Linked DNA regions of Oryctolagus cuniculus: region 1 is linked to region 2. A link is a contact called in public Hi-C data. All regions are on one chromosome and are shown on one strand. The core of a region is the stretch at or near the end of the contact, and the rest is flanking DNA. Distances in the headings are between cores, read along the strand shown.

Region 1 (6,260 bases), core at 1,037-3,536, 86 kb after region 2:
AGCAAAAAGCAATATTTAAAGCGGCTCCGGTTTCTCCCTAAGGTCTGAGTCGGACAATCACAAAACCGACCGGAGAGCTACACCAAACCCAATTTTTGCAATGAAATACTCCAGTCCAGTATGAAATAAGACAAGTTCACAAAGCAGTCTGTGGCTCATGGTAAGAGTGTGATGCATTATTTGTAGTACAGCTGTGCACTGAGCCTGTTTCAAAGACAGCAGGAGTCCTGGCTCCCCACCCCCGACCCCCACTCTCCCCCCCAGGAAAAACAACAGAGAGCAAATCTAAAATTAAATGACAATGGATTCTTGATCTATGTCCAATTCTGGGTAGCAATGCGCTCTACTGTACTTCCCCTCTTCAGCCTCTTGTCTGGTGCCCGGTGGGTGCACACAAAGACACAGACACACACAAGCCAGGCATCCTGCAGGGTCAAAAACAAAAAGGCAGCTAAATTGTCCCCGGGGTGGTTCTACCTGCCAATCCCTGGGGCTCCAAGGGCTAAGCTCTAAGCTGACGGGGCAAGGTGTGTGTTGATGGTGGGACGTGTAGGCAAGGAAGTCTAGACAAGAAAAGAAACAGACGGGAGAGAGGGACCCCAACAATCCGCTCTTCACCGAAGGTGCGCCCGCGGCTTTGATTTCCACCCAATCTCCCATCAAGGCTACAAGGTCTTTGTAAACTGCCTCCCCGCGCCAGGCCCCTGGGCACAGCCCGAGGGGACACCTTTGTGTGTCTCCGAAAAAGGGCACCTTCGGAACAAAGGTTTAACACCTGCACGCTGCGAAGAACAATGGCTGCGAGAGGGACCGAGTCACTAGGGTCTTAAAATTAGAGGGGGATTCCCAGATCCACGCAGGAACGAGAGGGGAGAGCCACTGGGAACCTCCCAGCCCCCCGCGCCCCAGTCGCTGGGCAGCGGGTCCCGGCCTGGCGCCAGGGAGCTCCGGGAGCCTCGGGAGCACGCGTGTCCGGGGGCCCCCGCGCAGTCCCGCGCCCTCCCCGCCGCGGGCTCTCCCCAAAACGCCCCCGCGGCAGCCCGCCCCATTGTCTGAACCTTTCTAAAAACTTCGCAACTAGTCCGACAGCAGCAAATAAAGGAACAAGCCCGCGGATCCAGGCCACGGACAGGGACCCGGTGGATCTCCCTCCCCCAGACTCAGGGCTCGGCGACCTCCCCACCCGCGCCGGCCCCTGTCCAAGGGCCCAGGGAATTTTTTTTTTTAACCCAAACACCAACACCCCCGGCTCCTTACCTTGCACACCAGCTCCTCTCCGCTGTGCAGATGCACCGCACGGAAAACGTGGTCTCCCTCCAGAGGTTCCAACAATAAGTATTTCCCGATGCAAGAAACGCAATGCGACAAGTTCGGAGTCTCGGGCGGGCTCGGGGAGCCGAGGTTCGGGCTGAAACTCTGGCTGGGCTCGGCGGACCTTATAGACGACAACTCTTCGAAATCCTGGGTTTTGTTCCGCGATCTCCCATATCTCGCTATTGTGATGGGGGTAGACCTGTGTATGTTCATGAGTGTGGGGATCGCGCACGACAGACAAAAAGACCCGCTGGCGGCACGAGTGCGGCTGCAGGCGCCTCGGTGCCCCGGGTTTCGGCGGGTAGCGAGGCGCGGGGCTGCGTGGAGAAGGAGTCAGGAGCCCCTGGATGGGCGCCGCCGGGTACCTGGTCTCCTGCGAACCCGGCTCCCGGGGGCACTCGCTCCGCAGGCAGCCCGGGTCCTTTTGTTACCCCGAAGCCGGCAGCGACGCGCAGAATCGCCGCACTTGGAGTTGCTCGCTCGCTCTTTCCCCCGGCGCGGGTCTGGAGGAGCCGCGGGGCCGCGCAGACGGGGGCTGCAGAGCCGGGTTTCCCGAAGCGGTGCCCAGGCAGCCTTGGGAATCGCACGCGGGGCGGAGGAGCCCGGCTGTGTGTGGTTCGTGCAGTCCTCCGGGAGCGCACGGCGGCGGCGCAGGCTCCACGCGTTGCAAACCAAACAAAAAGCAAAAGGAAATCGGCACGGGTCTGCCGGCTCGCGACGCACGGCAGCCAGGATCCGCGCTGCACCCCCTTTTTTGGTGGAAAGGGTGGGGGGCGTGGAAGGGAGGGGGGTGCCGGCGAGGGCAGTTACCTACGTTTCAACTGTAGATGGCGTCTGAGGCTGTTCCAAGATCGCCAGAGCGCTCCAAAAAATTACACACACACACAAAAGAAAAATAGCAAGGGAGCATGTAAGTTGGAGCGGTCCGCAGCGCTGCCAAAAAAAAAAAAAAAAAAAAAAAAAAAAAAAAAAATGGCAAGAGCCGGGCAGAGTCGCGGCGCGGGCCGGGCGCAGGTTCCGCGACACCGCCCGGGCTGGCCCGCCGCGCCGAGCTCAGCACAGGCGCATGCTGCAGCCGCGCGCCCGCGCTCCGGGTCTTCCTGCGAGCCGAGCCGGGAGAGCGCGCAGGGGCCAGGACGGAGCGGCGGGCTCCGGTTTCCCCGGCGCGGGCTTCCGGGATCGTGCGGGCACCGGGAGAGGATGCGCCCCCCTGGCTCGGCCCACCCGCGGCGGCGTCGCCTTCCCGCCGGAGAGCCGCGGCTCGCCTCGGAACAACTGGCAACCGCTCCGTCTCCCCCTGCGCCGGACCCTCAGCGCCCCGCGCGGTTTGTTTTGGAGAAAATTGACGCTTTTCCGCCTTCTTCCTTAATTCTTCCCTGGCCCCGCAGCGGTAGGCGAGGGCAGTGTATTTAAGGATGAAAGGGGATGGCCGACGGCGCCGAGGCCAGCCCCCGCTCGGCACGCCAGCACCTCCCGGCCAGGCGGTATTAATAGTTACTTACGCGGCCGGGGATCTCGGCGCGAGCGCGGCTGCCTGTGCGCGCGCGCGCGCCCCGCTCGCGCCCGGTCTCCCCATTCAATGTCACCGACACACTCGCCCCGGCCCCGCCCCGCCCCTGCCGGCTCCCCCCGCCCCTCATTGAGCCGGGTGCCCATCCGTCAGCCTCGCCGCTGCTGCCCCTGCGGCTCCCGGCCCGGGCCGCCGGCGCTGGGGCTCGGGGCGGTAAACAAAGTGCTATATCCGCCCCCCGGCCCCGGGCGCCGTGGCCAGCGCCGTCCGGGCAGCGCGCCCCGTGCCGGCTACGTGCCCCGCTGCAGGCGGGCCGCGCCTCCCCACCGGTTCGCCCGGCGCAGCTCGGACCGCGCCAAGGCTCTGCCTTTGAACCGAGCGCCTGCATCCTCCTGGCGCTTTCCCGCGGAAAGCCGGGCGGACTCGGAGCCTCTGGCCCACTCTGCTCGGATGCGCTGAGCGAGGAGCGCCTCTGTTTTCCCAGAAGGTGCCCGGAACAGTACCACTGCCTGGAGCTCCACGAATTCGTTTCATTCTATCTCCAGCATCCCTCTCCCCGTTTAAAAAGAAATCGTGTGCTTGCTTTCCTTTGGTGCCACTACCTCCTCCCCTTCCCCAGCCTGAGTATTTAATTTTCTTAAGAAGACATTTAACGCAGACCACATTGAATCTTTTATACTCCCCCCTGCTTTCAGGGCATTGCCCATCGTGCCGAGAAGGCCCAGGGTGACAATCCTTGGCACCAGCGCTGCGGGCGCCCAGCTGCAGGCCGCAGGGCTTCTCTCTTATCCCCTAGCACATGGACCACGGATGCACTCAAAGCTGAAGGTGATGTGAAGGCAGCCGTTTCACCGCCGAATTATTAACTCCAGTCCGCTTGGCTGGGACGCGGGAGCAAAGAATCTTGAACCCACTCAGAGCCTTGGAAATCTAGAACCTTTTCCAAATGGATCTTGGTAATGAGAAGCCATCCAGCCCGGAGCACACTGGGAGGGGCTGGTAAAGGGGCATTGAGATGATTCTGGGCGCCCTCCCGTCTTGTACGTGGTTAGTAAAGAACCTACAACTTACTGCCCACAGTGGGATAATTTGAGTGAAAAAAGAGGCGTTTATGGGGATGCCCACCTGGGACCAGGGAGTTGCTCCAATGATGAGGAGTCCCTGGAGTCGGCCCCACATGAGCCAGGACCCTAAGTCTGCAACTGCCTCCCAGCGGTTCCTGGGAAGGAAGGGAAACAAGTGGGCCCTGTGGCTTGGCATGCCTTGCCATGCTGCCCATGACTTCATCCCTGATCCTGGGCGGATAGATCAGGACAGCCTAAGGGGTCTTCCAGTCCAGCGTCCCCCCACGAAGACATGGGCCCGTGTCAAGAGCAGCTCCAAGGCCACCTCTGCTGGTGGGTGGGGAAGAAGGTGTGTGGCCGTCTCTGGTCAGGGGCTGCCAGAGGAGCTTTGCCAGAATTCAGGGTTGCACCCTGTTTTGCAGTCCTGGCTGGGCTCCTGATTTCACATGGAGATTGAATCAAGAAATACCTTTGTTCCCTCCCTTTCTGGGTCCTGACTCTTCATCTTTGAGGGCATGGCACAAACCCTGCTCACCTCACACGATTCCTTTGGAATTGTGTTTCCAGTTCCAGGAAATCTATGAAGGCTTAGTATAAGCCGAGCCCTGTGCAGAGTGTTAAGGATCCAAATAGGAGTAAGATTTGATGTCTGCCACCCAGGAGCTATGAGTCTAGCCCCAGAGAAAGACTGGGAAACAAATAATTTCATTGTGTATGATGTGGCAAGTAGAATATCAGGCTCTCAAGGGAGCCCAGAGGAGGGAACAACTTTTCCTGGATGTCGAGACTTTTCCCTCCAAAAAAACATATGATTTTTCTTTTTTCTTTTTAACCTGGAATTAATCAAAACCAAAAATATTTATTGAAACCTACTACGTGCCGGACACTGGATATGGACACACAATGATCTTTAAATATATTTTGTTTATTTGTGGACCTTGAAAGAGTCCTGTGAGTCACAACATAATATGAATAAAAGATTGTGGTTGGCATTTCGAGCAGAGAAGGAATGTGCATAAGCGAAGGAGTGAGATGTTCTGAAGTTTCTAGCAACTCATCCTCCTCCAGCATTGGCAGTGTCCCAGGGGGAGTCAGGCCTGGGGCTGGCAAGGTGGTTGGGGTTTGATCACAAAGGTGTTAACAGACACAGCCAGCACTCAAGGTCTTCCTTGTAGAAAAGACAAAGAGTTGAGGCATATTTAAATTGGCAAGTGACAAGGTTGTACTGGAGTTGCACGAAGATCAGGCTGCAGGTCAGAGGGAGTTAACACCACTGCACTTCCCACTAGCCTGGAGACAAGAAGGAAAACATAACTCTTGATGCATAAACCTCTATACCTGATGGATGAGGCTGTATGGCAGCCATTGCCCTGCCCAGTCTTAAAAGCTAAATTCACAGCGAAGTGCTCAGTGTTCACTGAGCAGACTCGTGGAGCAGTTGCAGCACACGATAAACAAGCTAATTTACACGGAGGGCCTTAAACATTTGTTAGGCCTGTAGACTCAGTAGTTCTTCTCAAGTTGAAACGCACAGAAAAATGCAGTACAAGATCAGCGGGACTCTTTCATTTATTCATGTTTGAGTTATTTGGCATTGAATGAATTTAGAATATCTCGATATGTAAAGTGGAATTATAATCTGAATTTTGCCAACAAATGAAACTTATGGAAGATGCACTAAAGGAACTAACACAATATCTTATGTGTACTAGAAACTCAATATTTATGATTTTTTCTAAAGATTTATTTCTTTGCAAGGCAGTGAGACTGACAGCTAGAGAGGGATCTTTGATCCACTGATTCACTCTGCAAATGCCTGCAACATCCGTGGCTGGGCCAGGCCAAAGCGAGGAGGCAGGAACTCCATCCCAGTCTTCCACATGGATGCCAGGAACCCAAGTAATTGGGTCATCTGCTCCTTCCTAGGTGCATAACAGGAAACTGAGTCAGAGGCAGAGGAGCCAGGACTCAAACCAGGTACCCTGGCGTGGGATGTGGGTTATGCCACTACGCCATAACACCAGCCCCAAATTGTCACTATTATTATTGTTATTGCTGAAATATATCCACAGAAAGCAACCTGCCATGCTGTACAAGCAAGAGAGTAATAGATAAAAAGTTTACAGCATCAATGAAATCTGTGTGAGTTGTTAAACACAGTGTGTTAAGGGAATGGTTAAATGCAATGTGCTTATTAAATTAAGGATTATGTGATTATAAGAAACATTTTAAGCAGTTGACTATAGTAGGCCTGCCAAATCCAGCTGTCTCAAGTCAGAGCCTGATACCCAGGCTTCCTGAAACATTCTTTTTCCTGGAATATATTCAGTTGCTCCTTCTTTCTTGCCGTTGCTATTTGGTTCACTCATTCA
Region 2 (6,426 bases), core at 59-2,558:
TTGCCACTCACAATAGACAAGTTGTTTGATTATTATCCATGGGTACAGTAGCATAAGTGCTCCAAGATGCCAATAATTTTTTTAACTTTTATTTTATGAATATAGATTTCCAAAGTACAGCTTATGGACTACATTGGCATCCCCTTCCCCCCGATGACTTCCCTCCCACCCGCAACCCTCCCCCTTCCCACTCCCTCTCCCCTTCCATTCATATCAAGATTCATTTTCAATTTTCTATATATACAGAAGATCAGTTTAGTATGCATTAAGTAAAGATTTCAACAGTTTGCACCCCCATAGAAACACAAAGTGAAATATACTGTTTGAGTACTCGTTATAGCATTAAATCTCAATGTACAGCACGTTAAGGACAGAGATCCTACATGAGGAGTAAGTGCACAGTGACTCCTGTTGTTGACTTTACCAATTGACACTCCTGTTTATGGCATCAGTAATCTCCCTATGCTCCAGTCATGAGTTTCCAAGGCTATGGAAGCCTTTTGAGTTCTCCGACTCTTATCTTATTTAGGCAAGGTCATAGTCAAAGTGGAGGTTCTCTCCTCCCTTCAGAGAAAGGTACCTCCTTTTTTGAAGACCTGTTCTTTCCACTGGGATCTCACTCACAGAGATCTTTCATTTAGGTGTTTTTTGTTTGTTTGTTTTTGTTTTTTTGCCAGAGTGTCTTCCAAGATGCCAATAATTTTGTCTTTTGTGACATTCCATTGCTTACTGTCAACCACTCTTAGCTCTCACAGGCTCAAAGCAGCAAGCAAACTGGACAGCACTGAATTCACCTTGCATTGTGTAGACATATGAGGAGACTGAACTCAGTAAGAAGTGATGATTCACCCAACCTCATGCACTCAGGACCAGAAAGTGTCCTTTCCTGTAAGTTGTCCTGTCCTGGAAGCTGCCCTTGACCATGGTGAGAAGTTCCTTTAGCTTGCCAGCTCAGTCATGTTTCAACACTCATCAGAGCAATAGTGAGCATCAGACTTGTGCATGAGAGATTCCAGGGTCCCTGCTCTCATTCCCTGTGAGCATGATCCATTCCAGGCCTGTGCTGGTTCCACATGGTTTCTAATCCTTAGAATGGCCTGAGTGAATACTCCCACTCCCATTTTATAGCCAACGCTGCCGTCTTGGACAGCTTAAGTCGTTTTCCCAAGGTGGAACCCCTAAGTAGGGGTGGAGCTGGCATGGGATTGTGAAGTGAGTTTTGCCTTGACTGTTTCCAGTACATCCAGATATTGTTCCAGCACAGGAACACAATTAGCGTCTTCTCTGTAGACTGACTTCATTTCCGTTGCTGCAGTGGAGTGGAAGCTGAGCTAGTGCGTTAGAAATATCAGCCAGGAATCAGTGCTGGAAGGGTTATGCTTTTCTCTGAAATCCGGATCTAAGGTGCACAATAGATGTAGATGTGGTAAGCATTAAAAAAGTCATTGCCTAACTCAAACATAAACTAAAATGGAACTGTAAGTAGGTCTGAGGTCAGGATTTACTATTGTTCACTGTACATGTTTTTCTCACTCTGTATTTTCATAAAATATTAGCATTCATTGTAGTTCTAGTAGGCATGGAATGAGTAAAAAATCACATGCAACAGTGTAAAAACCAAAAAGGAGGCTCTGAATGTTAAATTTGCTGCATAAGTGACTAGGGAGAAAGTCAAAACTCCGTCTTTAGAGGGATCTGCTGACCTGTCACGTTCATAGTCTTGGGGCACATCTACCTCTTGCACAATGGGAGAGGCTACCAGGGCATAAACGCTCTTTGCTGTCACAGGCTCTTTCAAGGGTTCCAGGAGGGAATAAAGCACGTTAAATAACAACAGCCCAGGATCCGAGTCTTATGCTACAAGCCAGGTGGCAACCTTTGAACAGTCAGCTACCTGGATTCAACCTTCCAGTAACTAGTAATTTGGGGGCAACATCTGATTTCTTTTAGTTTAGAGGAGAGCAAAGCAAAGTTCAGCAGGATGAGAGTTTTATGAAGATCCCATCAAGGCTGGCCAGCATGAGAGCTGGGCTGGAAGTCAGATTGTCCTGTCCCGGGCTGCCTGTGCTGCTGCACCACTCTGGACTCCTGGTTTGGTAAGATCTCCACCCATCTTCCCAGGTAAACAGAGCAAACTGTATACAACTCTTCAGAACAGGAACCTGTGCTGTAATGATTCAAAATCTATTTTGCTACTTTCTTGAAATAAAAAAAAAGAGAGAGAGAGAGAACAAGAGAAAGGGTCTTGGCATGCCTGATCTCTCTTTTAGGTAATGAGGTTAAATAATTATATAAGTGAAAGTTCTTCTGGTTGTAAACACCAGAAAACAGCCCTCATGATGCTGAGGAAAACAAGAATTATGAGACGAGAATGAGGGAAACATAGGCCATAAAAAAGAAATAAAAATCCGCACCTCAGAATGGCATGAGCCAGTTTGTGTGCAGGCTTCTCTGTGGAGATCACCGTCCAATCGCCATACCCTGGAGAGAGAGCATGGGAATCCTAGCCTGAGTGGCCCCACACCTGGAAAAACCTGGTAGAGCAAGAAGGACAAAGATCCAGCTCAGATGAGACTCAGGGAGGCTTTGATGGGCTGCCTCCCTCAGGTCTGCCTCGGGGCCATAGATTATCAGTATTCTTGGTGCTTGGCACTGGCAATGTCCTTCAGAGGACATTCACCCTCTCCACACCTCTCAGGGGTTAGCATCAGTGAGAGGTCCGGATCTTAATGCCCCCAAAGTCAAGAGAAGCTGCAGAACAACAGGTGCCCTTCTGAGCATCTCAGATTAACCCTCAAGTAAGAATCAGGGGTGACCCTGGAGCCTGATTTTCCTCTACTCTTGAAAGTGTAGCAGACGCTTAGGAAAGAAATGAGCAGAAAAAGGCAGACACAAAATTGGGACTTGGTTAACCCTCTGCCTGTTGCACTGGCATCCCATATGGGCGCTGGGTTCTAGTCCCGGTTGCTCCTCTTCCAGTCCAGATACTTGGGCCCTGCACCCACCTGGGAGACCAGGAGGAAGCACCTGGCTCCTGGCTTTGGATCAGCTCAGCGCGCAGGCCGTAGCGGCCATCTGGGGAGTGAACCAATAGAAGGGAGACCTTTCTCTCTCTCTCTCTCTCTCTCTCTCTCTCTCTCACTGTCTAACTCTATCTGTCAAAGTACCAAAAAAAAATTCCATATCATTCAATAAGAACTGATTTCTGAGCACAAGCAGATATTGCATCTCATTCTATCAACAATTGAACTTATCAAAATACTGTGAATTGAACAGTTCCCTAGATATTTGTAAAATGACAGGTGAGAAAGAAGGAAAAGAGGATTAAATCCTGAACAGCTGCAAGCAGGAGCCCAACTGCACAGCCCTTTCCCCCGGTCTTGTCTAAAAGGGTGCTCTGGCTCTTACCAGACTGATAAGAGCAGCTTGCAACCAGCACCACACCACTTGCTCACATTTAGATTTTCAGTAAAGATCTTCAGAGACGATTTGGCATTTCCGTGTAGACACAATTTAATGAAGACAGGAAAACAGATTTCCTCCTGAGCAAAAATTGAACCTAACAGCACATGACTCTGTGTTCTCCTATCCAAGATATATTTTAGAAAACATCTTTACATATGGAAAAAACACTGAAGTCAAAGAAGTAAACTTATTTTTAAAAAATCTGCATTTCTATTTTGCAGAAACTAATTTTCCCCAATAACGGTGCTTAATAGACTACATAATTCAAATTTGGAACAAAAACTTCCAACAAAGTAAGATATGGTTGAGTAAAGCTAACTTAAAATGAAAACTTTACTATTTTATTAAGGGAAACACAACTTATATTTTTATGCAATTTGAATTTGAGCTAGTTAGAAGTGCATAAATTAACCAACCATTCAGAAACAATCTTTCAGGAACATTGGTGGTTTTATTTTCAGATTTCATGCAAGCCCCACATTTCCATTTTCTTGCTTTGCCATGAGCTTTGCTTGATTTCTGCTTCTCTCTGAGTTCTCTGCGAGCGATGAGCTGCCCTCTGGCTTTTCCTTTCGCTGCCTGTTTCAGGAGTGAGCATTCTGGCCTGTAGGGTCTCCAACACAGATGCTGAAGTCACAGTGATTCTTGATGGTTGACTGCCTCTCTCGGGGCATTTCTTCATTACCTTGAGGTCCTGGCGGTAGCAAGGCAGGCCAACTTTCTTTACAATTCGTCATGGTGCCTGTCATGTAACACATATTTAATCAATGCTCCTTTAACAGATTCATGCAATGGGGAGTAAAAGGCTTGTAATGTTACCCAACAGAGTGGAGCATGCATCAGCTAAGCCTTGCCTCTCTCTAGCAAATATCTTATATCCACCATTTCTGTTTTTTAGAAAATCATCTTTTTTCATTCTCTCTCTCTCTCTCTCTCTCTGTTTATTTGGAAGTCAGAGAGAGAGAGATAGACAGAAACAGAAACAGATGACGGTCAGAGATCTTCCATCCACTGCCTCATTTCCCAAATATTCACAAAAACTGTCCTGGGCCAGGCCAAATCCAGGAACAGGAAACTCAGTCCGGGCCTTCCACTGGGGAGCAGAGACCTGAGTACTAGACTTATCACCTGCTGTCCTCTATTGGGCATTAGCAGGAAGCTGGAACTTGGATTTGGAGCCAGGACCCTGGTCATGGCCTCTGACATGGGATGAAAGTGTCCCAAGTGGAGTGTTAACTGCTGCAGCAAACACCTGCCCCTACGTCCATCATTTCTTTCTACTGTGGTGTCTTGTTGAAGAACGTTCCTGTATAGACCACTAAGAGCTCTGATTAAACATTGAATGGGATATTAGCTACAGCAATCTGAAGAATCACAACACAAAGTTATTCAGTATTAGATTCATTTTGGCTCCTCTCTAGACTTCGTGAATTTGCTGCAGGACTATTTTTATCAATTATTTTACTAAAAAGTGCACATAGCCTGGCATTTATTGACTTTAAAGAATCAATTTAAAAACAGCAGAGGTGATTAAACTGCTGCCTGCTGATGGGCTTTTTGATGAGGTGCTTTGGTTCAGGTTAAAGACTCTGTATTTCCACAGTTAAACAGTCACTGATTGGAAAAGGTAAGAATGGTTTCTTTGATTTGTAAATTAGTAATTGTCACTCGAGTGAGGCACAGCCTGACAGATTTACACATATGGAGGGCGTTCATTATTCCAAAGATGACAAGACAAGGGGTCTTCTGGTGATCTGTGGGTAATAGATTTCTAAAATAATACCACAAAGAATACATCATGATGAAATAATGCGCTGTGTGCATGACTGAAAACAGATGTTACACATGACATTTTTTCAAATGCACATGCAGAATGTATTGCAATGATTGTACAGACATGCCACAGCTGTTACTAAACGGTTAATGTAAAGAGCAAGACATTGGCTTACTTGGGTTAAATAAATACAAATTTACAATGCCATTATTTTCTTGTGTTAAGATTCTTGTTACTCATGTCACATACTGTGTTTACATTCAGGTTACTGCTCATGATGAGACTCTCTCAAATTATGCTCAGAGGATGTTGGGAGCAAAAGCAGCAACAAAATCAAACCACAACCCTAAACAAAAATATTTGGATTATGAGACAAGGAAGATGCAAGTAAATATGTATGTATACATATATATGAATTATAGATTTTAAAAATTCGTGGAGAAATAGAATTAAGAGATAAAATGTGAACAGGAGTCACTGTGTACTTACTTCTCATGTGGGATCTGTCCTTAGTGTGTTGTCCAATGTGAAGTAATGCTATAACTAGTACTGAAACAGTATTTTACACTTTGTGTTTCTGTGTGGGTGCAAACTGATGAAATCTTTACCTAATACATACTGAATTGATCTTCTGTATATAAAGATAATCTTGATGTGAATGGAATGGGAGAGGGAGCGGGAGATGGGAGGGGTGTGAGTGGGAGGGAAATTATGGGGGGGGGAAGCCATTGCAATCCATTAACTGTACTTTGAAAATTTATATTTACTAAATAAAAAATTTTAAAAAAGAAAAAAAGAGATAAAATGTGATACAAATTTTCTATGCGTATTGTGAGGCCCCTCATTCTTATATGTATAGATATGTGTGCATATTTAAATATAGATGTATATGTTATATAGATATATATAGATCACAAATATTTGAGAAACCCATCTTCAACATTTGCTGGGTATGTAATGTCAGATACAGTTCAAAAAGTGTGAGATACTATGAAGCCTGAAAACTTCCAATCTCCAAACTGTATTTTCCTAAGACAGAAATGTGAGTTTGAAAATTGCTTCTGCTGTCTACGTCCCCTGTGAAAGGAAGATATGAAAACCATAAGGTAAGTGGCCGGCGAGCAGTTCGCAGCTGGTATCTCATTGTGGTCTTCCAGGGAGGCAATCGGAGAGCAAATGGCAGGCAA

Evidence for each region. A called contact is a pair of places that touch in the nucleus more often than the background predicts.
Region 1: a contact with region 2 is called in a Hi-C map of an unstated tissue, with 2.5 times the contacts expected there. The contact joins the promoter of TRIB2 here to the enhancer-like site in region 2. A contact is called at or near these places in 3 of 6 Hi-C or Micro-C datasets (ear pinna, psoas muscle and an unstated tissue).

What each region holds. Positions count from the first base shown.
Region 1 is chr2:190,032,095-190,038,354 of mOryCun1.1, forward strand. TRIB2 (tribbles pseudokinase 2) reads right to left here and starts at 2,287. Exons shown (of 3, transcript XM_002710045.5): 1 at 1,258-2,287. The coding sequence starts at 1,527.
Region 2 is chr2:189,947,168-189,953,593 of mOryCun1.1, forward strand. No RefSeq gene overlaps it. Among named protein-coding and RNA genes, the nearest start is that of TRIB2, 84 kb to the right of the region's middle. Within about 2 kb of position 1,309, at least 3 of the 8 cell types and tissues checked have an H3K27ac peak or open chromatin away from gene starts, as enhancers often do.